2 separate regions of the Mus musculus genome follow, and region 2 is linked to region 1. Evidence: chromatin contacts called from public promoter capture Hi-C data. All regions are on one chromosome and are shown on one strand. The core of a region is the stretch at or near the end of the contact, and the rest is flanking DNA. Distances in the headings are between cores, read along the strand shown. Region 1 holds the start of Chat (choline acetyltransferase). Region 2 holds the start of Vstm4 (V-set and transmembrane domain containing 4).

Region 1 (6,449 bases), core at 3,932-6,431:
CTCTCCTGGGCTGTTACGCACCGAACCGGCACTGTTCCACACCAAGCAGGGCTGGAGGCGGCTGCGTGAGCCAGAAGGGCCAGGGAGGGGGTGGCAGCAGTACCAGAGGTTGGGCCCGCCACCTAGGTTCTGTAGCAGAGCCTCCGACGAAGTTGCCAGATCCCAGCAGCCGCCCCGACTGACTGACTGCAAGCAAACCAGCCACACCTCTCTCGACTCCCTCCCCTCCCTCCTCCCTCCCCCTCTTCTCTTTTTTCCCTCCCCCTTTTCCTTCCCTGCCTCTCTTCCTCACAGTCCACTGCTCCCCCTACCCCACACTCTGCCCTGCGTTTCCCTGTTTTCTGCCCTCAAAACCTGTCTAGGACAGCTTCCCGGATGAGTTCCTGCACTGGCATCAGACTTAGGCCTTGGAAAGGGGCACAGAACATTGCCTCCCCACCGCCCCACCCCAGCCTGCCCCCCACCCCAGTCCCCATACTCCCCCATCCGCACCGGCTCCTGGGCAGCTGCTTATGCAGAACCCTGGGGAGTGCTTGAGTCAGAAGAAATTTTGCCCCTCCTCACAAGGCTGAAATCTTACTGCACCCCTTTAAAATATTAAAAATTAAGGAGTTGGTTGGCCACAGTAAGACCTCCCTTGTTTTCTTTTACCATCCAATTCCTGCAGGTTCTTTGGGAAGGGAGGAGCAGACAAGAGACCACAGACTTGGTCCACTCTGATGGTAAGTGGGAGTTGTTTAAAGCCTCAACCAGAGGCCCACAGACACTCCTCCCAGGCAAAGTACTCTCCCATCTTACACAAACAGACTCAGTCAAGGATAGACAGGCAGACAGGCAGGCAGACAGACAAGTACTCCCCCTACCACCACACCTCTCACACAAAAAGACTCAAACAAGGACAGACAGACACACAGAGAGACAGACACAAGCCCCTCTTACACAAGAAGACTCAGACAAGGACACACACACACACCAACTGCAGACCTTCCCCCTGCATACACAGGTTACCCTACCCCAACTGCCTCTTCACCCTGAAATCAAAGAGTCCCATGTGCAGGCATCAGGATTCAGGAATGAGTGTACTGCCTTCAGCCTGGGCCTCCATGGTAGGAAATCAAGGGCGGGAGCCCCCACCCTCACCCCCACCCCGGATAACCCTGAGCGGCCACTTATATTCAGGACAGGGTGGACTAGGGATTAGCATCAGTTCCTACATCAATCTTCCTTCCGTTTTCCATTCCAACTTTCATGACTGAGAAAAGGCAGATCCATGGGTAACTGTTTTCTCATTCCTCAGATGATAGAGCCTGGATCCTTAATGAACACTGTCACCAGGCCGAGACCCTATAAAATGGGGACTACCTCCTCTTCTCTGCAGAAACCAGCTCCCTTGTGCTCCTCTCTTGACAAGATGAGGCGAGGTCCCACTGTGTGGGAAAGCCCTTGGTGCCAGCTGTCCTCCGAGGCCAGGCAGATCCTCAGGTTCCCTCGGGTGGAACCTCCAGGTGCTACACTGGGCTTGGAAAGGAGAGACTATCGTGTGTGTGTGTGTGTGGGGGGGGGGGGGGATTGGGGTTGTTTCCTTTTCCCAGGCAGTAAAGGATCTTCAGAGCTTCCACCCCTCCTCAGGTCTGCATTGAACATGTGAACCCCAGTGTGCTTAGGTTTTGTGTCACACTGCCCACCCCTCATCAGTAAAGAGACTTGGCCTCCTCAGACAGATATGGTTTATTAATTCAGGCCGGAGGCACCAGGGTGTAGTAGACCAAGTTTGGCACTGGAAAGATCCGCAGGAAGGACAAACAGATGCATGACTGTACTTGGGGGCTCTCAGTAGGTGGTTGGTGATCACCGGTACACCTCTGCCAAGAGCCCAATGCCTCCCTGATCCATTCCCTCAATGAATACGAGTGTGTTTGGAGAGGGGGTTAGACTGGGAGGGGTCACGGAGAAGGGATTCCAGCAAAGGAATTCAGGGCGGGGGACGGGCTAGGGTACTCATTAGAGGAGGTGGGCCCCAAGCCAAAGTTGGCCAGCGCTCTTGAAGAATGACCATCTTGACCTAAATGGGGAGGGTAGGTGGCCTGGAGGAGAAGCGGGTCTGCTAGCTGCGGGAGTAGTAGTTGTAGTCGTCCTCACAGCCATCAAAAGGGCCAGGCGGGCTACAAGGTTCACCGCCGTCCTTGCCCTGCACCTCACGCAGGCGCATCGCGTCGTACAGACCCTGCGGCGGTTCATCAAGCAGCACATCGCGCTCGGAACGCGAGCGTGTAAGGAGGCCCACATTACGCAAGAGCAATAGGACCGGTGCGTAGAGCAGGTTGGCCAGGCCCATGCCAAGGCTGAGCTGCTCAAAGCCAAGTGAGTGAACGATATGGCCTGCTACTATGGGCCCGAGAGCGTAGGCCACAGAATAGGAGATGTCAGCTATGGCATAGACACTGCCATAGACTGATACGTGGCGCACGTCCACCAGAAAGGCGAGCGTGGGTAGGAGCGCCGTGTCCACCAACGCGATGCCGAAGCAGAGGCCGCAGAGCGAGACCACTAAGGGCGCGAAGGATCGGCAGGCAGGTACGACGCAAGAGCTCACTCCGATTACCGCTAGCCCGAGAGCGCCATACAGCCACTGCAGGTGTGGATAGCGCGCCGCTAGACGCACGGTGAGATAGACGCCTAACACGTGTGGCACGAAAGCCGGCAGCCAAACCATGCCCATCTCCCACTCGGATGCCGCCATTGTGTGCTTCATCCACGTGGCTATGGTGGGCTCGAGAAACGCAAGGGGAATGTTACAAGTTGTGAGCGCTCCGGCTACAACAGCGATGTAAGGGTCTAGCATGAGGCGATGGATAGGTGTGCCCACGGGCAGGTTGGCCCGCGCCCGAGCCGCAGCTGAGAAAGGCTTAGCCACCGCCAGGAGTAGGAGTGCGTCGAAGAGCGACACGGCGGCGAGCACTAGAAAGGGTACACGCTTGCCCGCGAACTCGTAGAGGATGCCCCCAAACGGTGGCGCCACTAGGCTTCCAAAGCTGATGAAGGCTAGCGCCACGCCCAGAGCACGACTGCGCTCAGGCTCCTCGGGATACTTGTCGGCGATCATGGCAATGCCAGACGTGTCCGCGAAGGCTGAGCCCAGGCCTTGTAGACTGCGCGCAGCGAAGAGCGTGGCATAGTCTTCTGCAAAGGCAAACATGACTGTGGAGGCGAACATGACGCCCAGGCCAATAAGCAGCGGCACGTCGTAGCTCATGCGATCAATGAAAGGCCCGCTTAAGGGGTTCACCAGAAGCTGCAGGATGGCCTTGGAGGCAAATAGCACGCCTATCTTCACATCTTCACTTTCTGTGGGGTAGCGAGGCCGCAGGATTGACCGAGCCGACCCGGCAGCCGTCGGGGACGCCGAGGTGTTGGCCAAGTAGGCGCTGGCATTAGCCAGAGTGGGCGGCGGCAGGGTGGGTTCCCACACCTCAGAGATCAGGGTAGGGCTCTCGCTGCCCCCGCGCATGTGAGCGATATAGTCGGGAACAATGGGCACGATGACCATGTACAACATGTTGTCCAGTAACAGTGCAACGCACACGATGACCAGCACCAGGCGCCGCTGCCTCTGGGGCTCTTGTAGCGCGGCTCCCACTGCTTCCGACAGCTTGGTGGCCGCCGCCCGGGCCTGACCGGTTGGCGCGGTGGGTTCCATGCCCCTACCCGCTGCTCTTCCTAAGATGCCTCCACCGGAGTCGGGTGTCGGCGTCCCGCAGTGCAGAGGCTAGGGTACGGTACTTCGGGGGCGCGGTCCTAGCCGCGTAGCGCCCCCTGTGCTTCAGGTGGCTGTGGGGTTCATATCCCCGAGCTCAGGAGAAAAAAAAAAAAAAATCAAGGATTGTCCCGCGCGGCGCCGCTGCTCTTAGATGCTCCAGGGACCAGTTGCCGCTGTTTCGGATGCAACCGCGGAGGCCGGCAAGCCGAGGGGCTGAGGCGGGAGACTGGACGCGCGGTGCCCAGAGAGAGCAGGAGCAGCCCCTGCCGCGCAGAGAGGCCGTGTGCACCCGCCCAGGGGCATGCTGCCGCCGCCCGCCGTCTCTCCAGCCCTCCCCGCGCGTCCGCTCTTGCCTCTTCCTCCACCGCCGCCTCTCTTTTTTTTTTTTTTTCTCCCTCCACTTGGGGCTATGACGCGGTGAGTCTCGGCCCCCGAGTGGTGCCCGGGCCACTGGCGTCGCTCATGCTAATAGGACGTCGTCGGGGCGGGGGCCGGGGGCCGGGGGCGGGGCGCGTCCGGGCAGGGGTCCGCTTCCGAGATGTTTCCAGGTTGGGAGCAAGGGGAAGGGGATCTTGGCGAGCTGTAGTCCTAGACAAGCCCCTGGGGATGGGTGAGCAGTGGAAGGAACCGGCCCTATGTTTCCCCCAGTTCTGGGACCTATAGGGGTGAGGTTCCCCCAATTGGGAGGAGGGGTGCGGCAGCCGGTTCCCCGCAGCCTGGTGGGAGACGGGAGAGCCGGGGGCTCTAGACCTCCTCCTCAGCCTGGACTTCGGCGCACAGCGGGCACGGAGCCCCCGAGGTGAGCCGCGCTGCCTCCATCTGTTCTCGCAGCTGGAACACGCAGCCGGGACCCAGAGGCACAGCGCAAGCAACCCCCTTCCTCAATCCCGCCCCCAGCCCGTCTCATCCCCTCCTCCGGGAAGGGAGGGGGAAGGTACAGAGCCTTCAGGGTCTGGTTCCGACCCACCTGCCCTTAGGCAGAAAGTCTTAGCAGCTAATTCCAGTCTTTAAGGGTTTGAGTATTGAGAGGAGGAGTCGTTCTTTGCACCCAGGGTCCTGGAAGTCAAAACTAACACTTTTTGACCTCCCCCTACCTGGCCTCTCCTTTTCGGCTTTCCGGGCGCGGGTCTCTCCCCCCCCCCCCCCCAGCTCCGCCTATTTTCCCTTCCTTTCTACTCTCCCACTCCTCTTTCTAACTCCTCCCTGGCCCTCTTCTCTCCAGACCTTACCCTCCCTCTGCTCTTGAGAGCCTCCGCCCACTTTTCTGCATTTCCTCACCCCACCCCCACCCCGGCCGCCTCCAAGTCTTGAGTGGGGCTCACAAGTGGCGTGGAAGCTTCTGGGTCTCACGCAGCAGGGCCTCTGCAGCTTTGCTGTCAGTAGAGGCTTAGGAAGGCTCACCTTCCTTCCGGGAGGGCTGCACACGCTGAGCGTCCTGATTTGCAGGCGACAGGCTGAACAGATCAGCCTATGCGTTGGGCCCAGTGTGTCCTCAGAAGAGTTTTGACCCTAGATGGCACGTGAGGCCCGAGTTCCAGTCCACAGACTGGAAGGAGAGAGGATGCCAGTCAGCTGAGATTGGAGGTGGTGGTGACGTTGAGATTGGACTTTCCCTGTCTTGCGGAATCACAGGAGCCTTCAGATCCCAAGCTAGCCTCGGATTTAGCTTCTTCCACTGGGCTTCCCACCCGGGAAGGAGACATCGTGATCTGGGCTCCAGAGGCAGACAAATAGGATGGCTTCCAGAGCTACCACTTACTAGATAACAGTGCCAAGGGAGACGTTGTTTCTCCTTCTGCCCCCACTGTCCCTTTATTTATCTGTAAAATGGAGTACCTACAGCTTAGGGTGTGGTACACGCATGATGAGAAGCATCAGTATTTGCCATTGTTGCTGTGACATGCTCTGCCCTGTGTTCATGTCACAGTGGAGGGTCTTGTGAAGAGCAGACAGACACCAGGGCCATCCTGACTCTCTGGCTTATCCCTCGAGTGGGAAGGCATTGTGAGCCTGGTCTCTGTCCGAGCTGGTAGAAGATACAGAAAGAGCTGGAAAGTTGGCTTCTCTTCTTATGCCAGCTGCAAGATGATGTGACAGAGACCAGAGTCAGGGAGAGAAGGCAGCACTCAAGTGGTCTAGCCCAACCTCTCAACCCCGTACACAGGTACTCCTGAAAGGAGGAGACTCACCTAAGTAGAGAGCTGCCCAGTCACATGCCCTGTGATGGCCCAGCTGCCCTTAAAATGAGGGAAGAAGCCTAAATATGAGGACAGCTGTGGCTCTGGATAATGTTGGGCAAGTCACAGTTGCCCTACCTCTGGCCCACTTGGCCTCTGTTCATCAAGAGGTTACCAAAATTCACACTGCTGAAAGTGCAGCAAAACGACTTTAAATATTATCCCACTGCCTTTGTTCATAGCACATACTCCAGAGACTCGCTTTCCCTCAGCTTGCTCCATGTACTCTGTCACCTGCTTGGCTCTCCAGACACTCTAGTTTAAGAATACTCTGGGTTCCTCTGACTTTTCTACAAAAGCTACACTGATGGTTTTTAAAGAGGTATTCCACACCCTACATGGTAACGATTATTTATTCATATATTGTCGCGCCGTCTGAGTAAAATCAGGAGGCAGGATGACACGGGAGGCAGCAGTTTTCTCTCTAGTGGTTAACAGACAGTAGAATCTTCCAA
Region 2 (6,565 bases), core at 1,820-4,319, 390 kb after region 1:
CCAGCTATCAGTCAAATAAAGGTGAGAATATCTTAGTCAGTAAACATTTTGTGTGTATGTATGTGTGTGGCACTTATGTGTGAGTGTGTTTTGCATTTGTGTGGCACACACACATACATACAAACATATACATATATGAATGTGTGTATACACACACACACACACACACACACACACACACATGATATGAGTGGAGGCTCAACAGTGACATTATCTTCCTTAATCGTTCTCTCCATTGTATATTGAGGCTGGCCTTGTGTTGAACCTGAAGTTTTTCTTTTCTGCCAGTCTGGCTAGTTAGCTTGTTTCAGTGATTTCCTGTCTCTGCCCACCTTGCAGTAGGAATACAGATTACAGATGGGCTGCCACACCCTGCTGGCTTTTAGAGGGTTCTAGACATCAATATTCCAGCTCTCAGGCTTCTAGGAGAGGCCCCACTCCCTCTGAGCCATCTCACTAGCCCAAACATTTTATTTTTAAAGATGATATCTACTATTGTTAAGGCTGACCTTGAACTAATCTACTCAAGCAATCCTCCTGCCTCAGCCTCCCAAGTAGCTAGGACCACAGGCACTGGCCACTGCACTGGCCATAAACAAATGGTCATTTCTAGATTTTACTTCGAAACACAACAAAAGTTGCAGTTAAACGTTAAAGTCTGTATGCTGTTTACCTAGTGTCTCATCTCCTCGCCGGGCCCTTCTCTGCATGTCAGTCTCTCTACACACACTTTAGAGTACATGCTATAGATACTTATTTTATTTCAATTACTTGTTTATTTAAGAGTAGTCTGTCATGTCTCTTAACACCAGACCCCAAGTGCTAACATCAACACGTTGTTTTCAGAACCATATCCAGGGAGTACCACTCATGTAGCACACAGTAGCATAATAAAATTTTCAACACTGTCAGTAATCTCTTTCTCAGTAATATCTTTCTCGGCAATTATTTTAGGATCCACAATACCTGGGTCTTTTTAACTGCCTCTATTTTGTGCATCTCCTATTTCTTTTTGCTCAGTGGTGGTTTTATTCATTAAGAGTGCAAGGCTGGCCTGAGGTGCTTCATCTTGTATTTGAAAACTGATGGTCAGAGGCACATTTTCCCCTGGTCACTTATACAGGTGGCCTCTCACAGGTCTATATGATTTATTCTAACTCCCTTGCTCGAGATCCTTTTGATCTACGGTTCTCTTTTTTCTGCCTCCTAGGGACTGGACCAGATTGTTGTACCCAGCTAGCCTGCAGAGTCCCTGGCACCAAAGTAACACTTATTGCTATAGTTTGACTATAAAATGTCCCCCACAGGAAAGTGTTGAAACTTGGGTCCCAGCTGGTGGCTCTATTTTGACAGGTGATGGTAATGTTCTGGTCTGTGTATATGAATGCATGGGCACTCGCGCACGTGCACACACACACGTGCACACACACACGTGCACACACACACACACACACACACACACACACACACACACGCACGCACACGCGCACACACACATACACACACGCACGCACACTCGAGAGAGCATACAAAGAAAAAAAAACCCACGTGTCCATAGAAACCTGGACATGTTTTGGGTCCACTTTGAACCTCAGTTTATTCAACCTGGGGCCTCACAGAAGGAATCAAATATGTCACTGACTTATTCATGCCTGCAGAGTAGTTTCTGTGCTGTTTTATGGACGTCTTGGAAGGATGTTTGCATTCTTGGACTGTAGGACTCAGTTTGACCATAAACTCTGTCCCCCTGCTTTGTGTGTGTGCGTGTGTATGTGTATGTGTTTATTACTGATGGTGCAAGCACTGCACCATCACCACCCTTTGACCGGGAGGGATTCAAAGTAGAAAAGGTCTTGTTAAGTTGACTACACTAACAAACCTCCACCTTCTTTGTAGTTGGGATGACACTCATGTCGCCTTACTTCTTGCCCTGGTGCCTGACCCAGCAGCTCAGCTTCCGCAGGCCTGGCTTTCTGAGGAAGCTGCTGTTTCCATCCTGGCTTTCCTGGTGCTAAGTCCAGTCCCTAGGAAGCTGTGCTGCATGGAAGGCTCTCCCTGGGATCAGGTCCCAGAGGGCAAAGCCCACTGACATAACCAGAAAGAGTGGACAGTCCACCCTGAAGCTGCCCCGGAGTCGGTAGCCATTGGCTGGGTCAGTACCCCCTGGCAGGACCTCTCTTGCTTTGCTCCACCCCTCCCCATCTTCCTCAGGCCCTTGAAGTGGAAGGATGTGGGACTTCTGTTTCTCCTCTTCTGCCTCCTCTCTCTCTTCCTCTTCCCCTTGCTCCTCTTCCCACTCCTCCTCCTCCCACTTCCAAGGACCACTTTAAAAAAATGGATATTTTATTTATTTACATTTCAAATGTTATCCCCTTTCCAAGTTTCCCCTCCAGAAACCCCTATCCCACCCTCCCTCCCCCTTGCTCATCCACCTGCCCACCCCCAAGGACCACTTTTAACAAAGTTCTACTTGACTGGTGGTGTTTTCTGAACCCCCAACCCCCATCCTGGACACACACAAAGGAACCCCAAATAAAGCACAAAATGACTGCTGATGTTCACCACCAGGCATTGGGTGTCAAACTTTAGCCTGATTTGGTAAACAACGTAGCAAGGGTGGGACCATTTCTTTGCAGCAGAGCAACTGATGGAAGACTCAGAGGCACGTGGAGATGACAGACATTCTAGGCTCTCACCTGGAAAGTTGAACTCTTCTGTGGGAACCCTTTAACTTTCCAGGGATCCTCACCCAGCCCCCATCTCCTTCTCCAAGTTCAAGGCAGCAGTGGAAAGTTGTTTCTCAGCTGCTGTGAGCCTTCTCGATGGGAATGCCTGGTGTGTGTGCTGTCCAGGCTCAGGGTTTGTAGATGAACCCAGTACCTAAGTTTCTGGATCCTTCTTAGGAATAATTGGGTTTGGAACAAGGAGAGCTAAAGGTCTCCTGGACAACGTCCAACGTTACAACGTCCTCCTGGACGCCTTAGCTCTGTACAACGTGAATCTCCAGGGTCACCTCAGTTTTCTCATCTGAGACGTGGGCGTGGTGAAAGGGGACACCGTGGGCTGGCCCAGTTAGTGGATGGAGAGGCCGCTCCTCCAGCTCGGCGTAGACCCAGAGACCCAGCAGCGCTGGCCCGAACTGTGGCTGGAGGCCGAGGGGCGGGCCGGGCCCGGCGGGCGGCGGCGCTCTCCCGGGTCACAGCGCCGGGCGGAGGCGGCGGGAAGATGCGGCTGCGGCTCCTAGCGCTGGCGGCGGCCGTGCTGCTGGGTCCGGCCCCGGGTAAGCGCGGCGCGGCGGGCGGCTGCGCGGGAGGCCGGGGCTCGAGCGGGAGGGGAGGCCAGGGTTACATGGGGTCCTGGAGACTCACTCGTACCCCGCGATCCTGGCGGCGCAACGGCGGCGCCGACTCAGGTCTCCTCCGGTCCCTAGTCCTGCCCGTGTCCCGCGATGGGGACCTGCTCTCGGGACAGCTCCTGGTCCCTTCTGAGTCGCAGGCCGCGGAGCTCAGGGCGAAGCCAGCCCGATCAGAGCCCCAAGTCGGCGCCTTCTTTCTGTCTTTCGTAGTAGTCGAGACCCGCAGCTGCTGCCAGCACCAACTTTCCTTTAACTATCTTTGGAGACGCTCCGAAATGAGGTCAGGAGCGACCGGATCTTCCCAGCCTACTGGGCACTGAGGATTTACTAGTGAGTCTTCTGAGATGGTCAAATCTGGTTAGACAGGGTGTCATCCATCAGAATCCTTTCCCACAAACACACTTCTTTGGGGGCCACCTCTGTTGGCTTGCACAGTTTTATGGCTCCCACTTACAGCGGTTGAAGAACCTCTTTCGCTCCGTCCCCAGCAAAAGGTATATTAGTGACTCTCCCTTCCCAGGTGACTACCAGCAAGAGGTGTACACTATCTCATTTAATCACAGTGGTGTTTCAAAGTAAGAACATCAAGGTTTTATCAATCCAAATACTGCGTAAAACATTGGCTCAGTTTATCAGTCCACCAACCTCTAAGGACAGCGCAGTTTTAGCCCCATTTTAAAAACAAAGAACGAGAGGGACAGGTATGAAAATTTGAACCCTTTAGATTCCAACCTGGATGTACCCAGGGTCACCCTGTAGCTCCTGCTTATCATCCTTCACCTGGGTCTGTCATTCACTCCACCAGATGCTTCCCCTATGGCTCCTGACCTCCATCTGCAAGGGAAAGGCCAACATACTTCACGTATAAACCCACTCTCAGGGCCTGCACAGTCTTCGGCCTTCATTTAGGGGTAGAGTGGGAGCTTATTGGTCACCCAGTCCCACCATTCATCTCGCAGAAAAGAAAACTATCAGTTCAAGTACTTATTAAAAGCCAAGCTGTGGTTCAGAGCAGTGACTACCAGTCGTCTTTGAAGTCAGATCCCGTAGTTTTGAATTTCATCTCTGCTATGCGCTGTGTGAGCTTGAGCAAGTTGTTCAGCTTCTCTGGACCTCCATCTTGGCTGTAAAATGAGAATTAGCAGCTAATGAGGATACACTGGGGAGATACATCTAATTGCCTTAGAACTACATTTGGCCTGAAGTTCACTTGAGCGTGTTTCTTCCTCTGTCACAAAACAAGGCAGTATTTGCCCTGACCTGGAGGTAGTTATAGGTGATGACTCACAGTGGATAACTGGTGGGCTAGGTTTGGAGGCCTCCCTGCTTATTGCCCCTCCTCAGCAGCCCATGATGCTACAAAGCAGTGTGCTTCAGAGGTTTGCTGTCTGTCACTTAGAAGTCCCTGGATCCTAGAGACAGTGGAGGATGTCTTTAGGCAGTGGGGATGACAAGCCATAGTACCAAGCGCACCTTCATGGCCTGCTGACCGAGCTGGAGCCGCGCGCGTGGCCATTTCTGCATCCTGGGAGAAGGAAGTGTTTGCTTCCTGCAGCTGAGGCTGCTGCTGCTTCATGAGAAGACTCTGCACTCTGGGCCTCCATGGGTATCATCTCAGAGAGCTGTCTGTATTCTTCCTTTTCACGGCGTTACCAAATCCCAAAGCAGGGGCTAGACTGTGAATCTCGTTCCCAGGGACCCGAGGTTCATGGAGAAGCACAAACGGCAGTGTAACTTGTGGGACCCGTGAGAAACAGAAACATAGGGGATCTTCTTCAAAATATATAAAAATTTCATGAAATGATCAGTAAAGGCTAACGCCAGTGGGCATCGCAGGAGCCATCTGTGTGCCTGCAGCTCTTGCACGCATGGAGCCTACCCTGATCCAGGATAGTGTAGGCTCCCTTCCTGCTGCTCTTTCCACAGTTCACACATACAGACTTATACTATAGCTCACTTGCACTAGCCATGAACCACATCACTTCCTGTTCACCACTGTGGGTGAAGAAGCCCAGGCTCTGAGCGCCCCATTCCCAACAGAAGCAGATTTCCAGCCAGGCCATCACAGGACACCCACCCAGGCTCTCTACCCAGCCCCTCGGCCCTTCCTTTCTGTGCTCTTTTCCCCCTTCTGCTGTGTTCTTTCTTCCTCTTCTCTGGCCACTCAACAGGCCTGGGACCGTGTGACTCCCAGTTCTCAGCCCTCAAGGGATGCCTGGGGCTTTGGAACATCAGAGAACGTGCTTGTAGAAGGAATGGAACCACGGCTGCAGGAAGCTTGTCCTTCTGTTTGGATCAGTGCCATCCATTTCTGTATTGCCACCTTTCTTGTTTAAGAACTGGCCTTTGACTGGGGCGAGGAATCCTCTCTAGAGGACTATGTACAGGAAGGGGTTTCAGACTGGGCCACAATGGGATGTAGTACAAAAAAGGATACCCATCTTTTCAATTCTAGCCTGCACCTGGTTCTTCCTGCTGTGGGCCTCTGGATAGTGAGACCCTCTCTCTTGGAGGCTGCTGAAATTTGGCTTTACTAATTTCCAAGATAGCCTTCAGCTCATGACCATATTCTTAGGTCTCTGTAACCCCAAGACAAGGATCAAGGTCGTTTCAGGGCTGAATTTTTTTCTTTCTTGCTTGCTTTTTGTTTGTTTTGGTTCCAGGGTTTTTTAAAACCCTGCATGTTTCCTCCGTAGCTGGTAACTTTGCGGTTGTATTCTCCCTCCTTGTCCCAATCAGGAGCTGCCTCACTGGCCTCTTAGCTCCGTAAAGTCAATGGAGGCAGAAGACACAAAAGGGAAGCAGAAACCAGGAGTGCAGGGGTGTGGTGGAGCCCATTCCTCACCTTAGCTCTCTGCAGTCTATGCTCAGGAAACATGTCTTCTGCTTCAGGCTAATGTGTCAGTTTCTTAGGTCAGAGAGTGAGGGTCAGCCCTGCCTAGCTGCTACATTGTGTCAGCTGGAGGGGGGAGGGGTAAGTGACATCTGCCTGGGCCGTCCCTCATGCTGAGTCAGCATCCTCATGCTGAGTCAGCATGCACGCAGTGTGCTTTCCTGCCCACAGCTCTTGCATGCTTTGTCCGTCAGTCTGTCTGGCCGGTGCACCCACTTTCCATTGTCCTGCCTCCCATTGCTTCCCCTGGCCCCTTTCTGCTGAGCCACAGGGGACACAGTGATACAGTGGGAAAGAACTGTCAGCTTCTCTCCACA

Evidence for each region. Promoter capture Hi-C pulls out the DNA fragments that hold promoters and counts their contacts.
Region 2: a contact with region 1 is called in a promoter capture Hi-C map of embryonic stem cells. The contact joins the promoter of Vstm4 here to the promoter of Chat in region 1. A contact is called at or near these places in 2 of 39 promoter capture datasets (embryonic stem cells and liver).

Annotation. Positions count from the first base shown.
Region 1 is chr14:32,460,728-32,467,176 of GRCm38.p6, forward strand. Chat (choline acetyltransferase) reads right to left here and starts at 5,182. Exons shown (of 16, transcript NM_009891.2): 1 at 5,080-5,182; 2 at 1-186. It overlaps Slc18a3 (solute carrier family 18 (vesicular monoamine), member 3), which reads right to left and starts at 4,123. Exons shown (of 1, transcript NM_021712.3): 1 at 1,710-4,123. The coding sequence starts at 3,697. The coding sequence ends at 2,105.
Region 2 is chr14:32,853,687-32,860,251 of GRCm38.p6, forward strand. It overlaps Vstm4 (V-set and transmembrane domain containing 4), which reads left to right and starts at 3,070. Exons shown (of 8, transcript NM_178791.5): 1 at 3,070-3,280. The coding sequence starts at 3,226.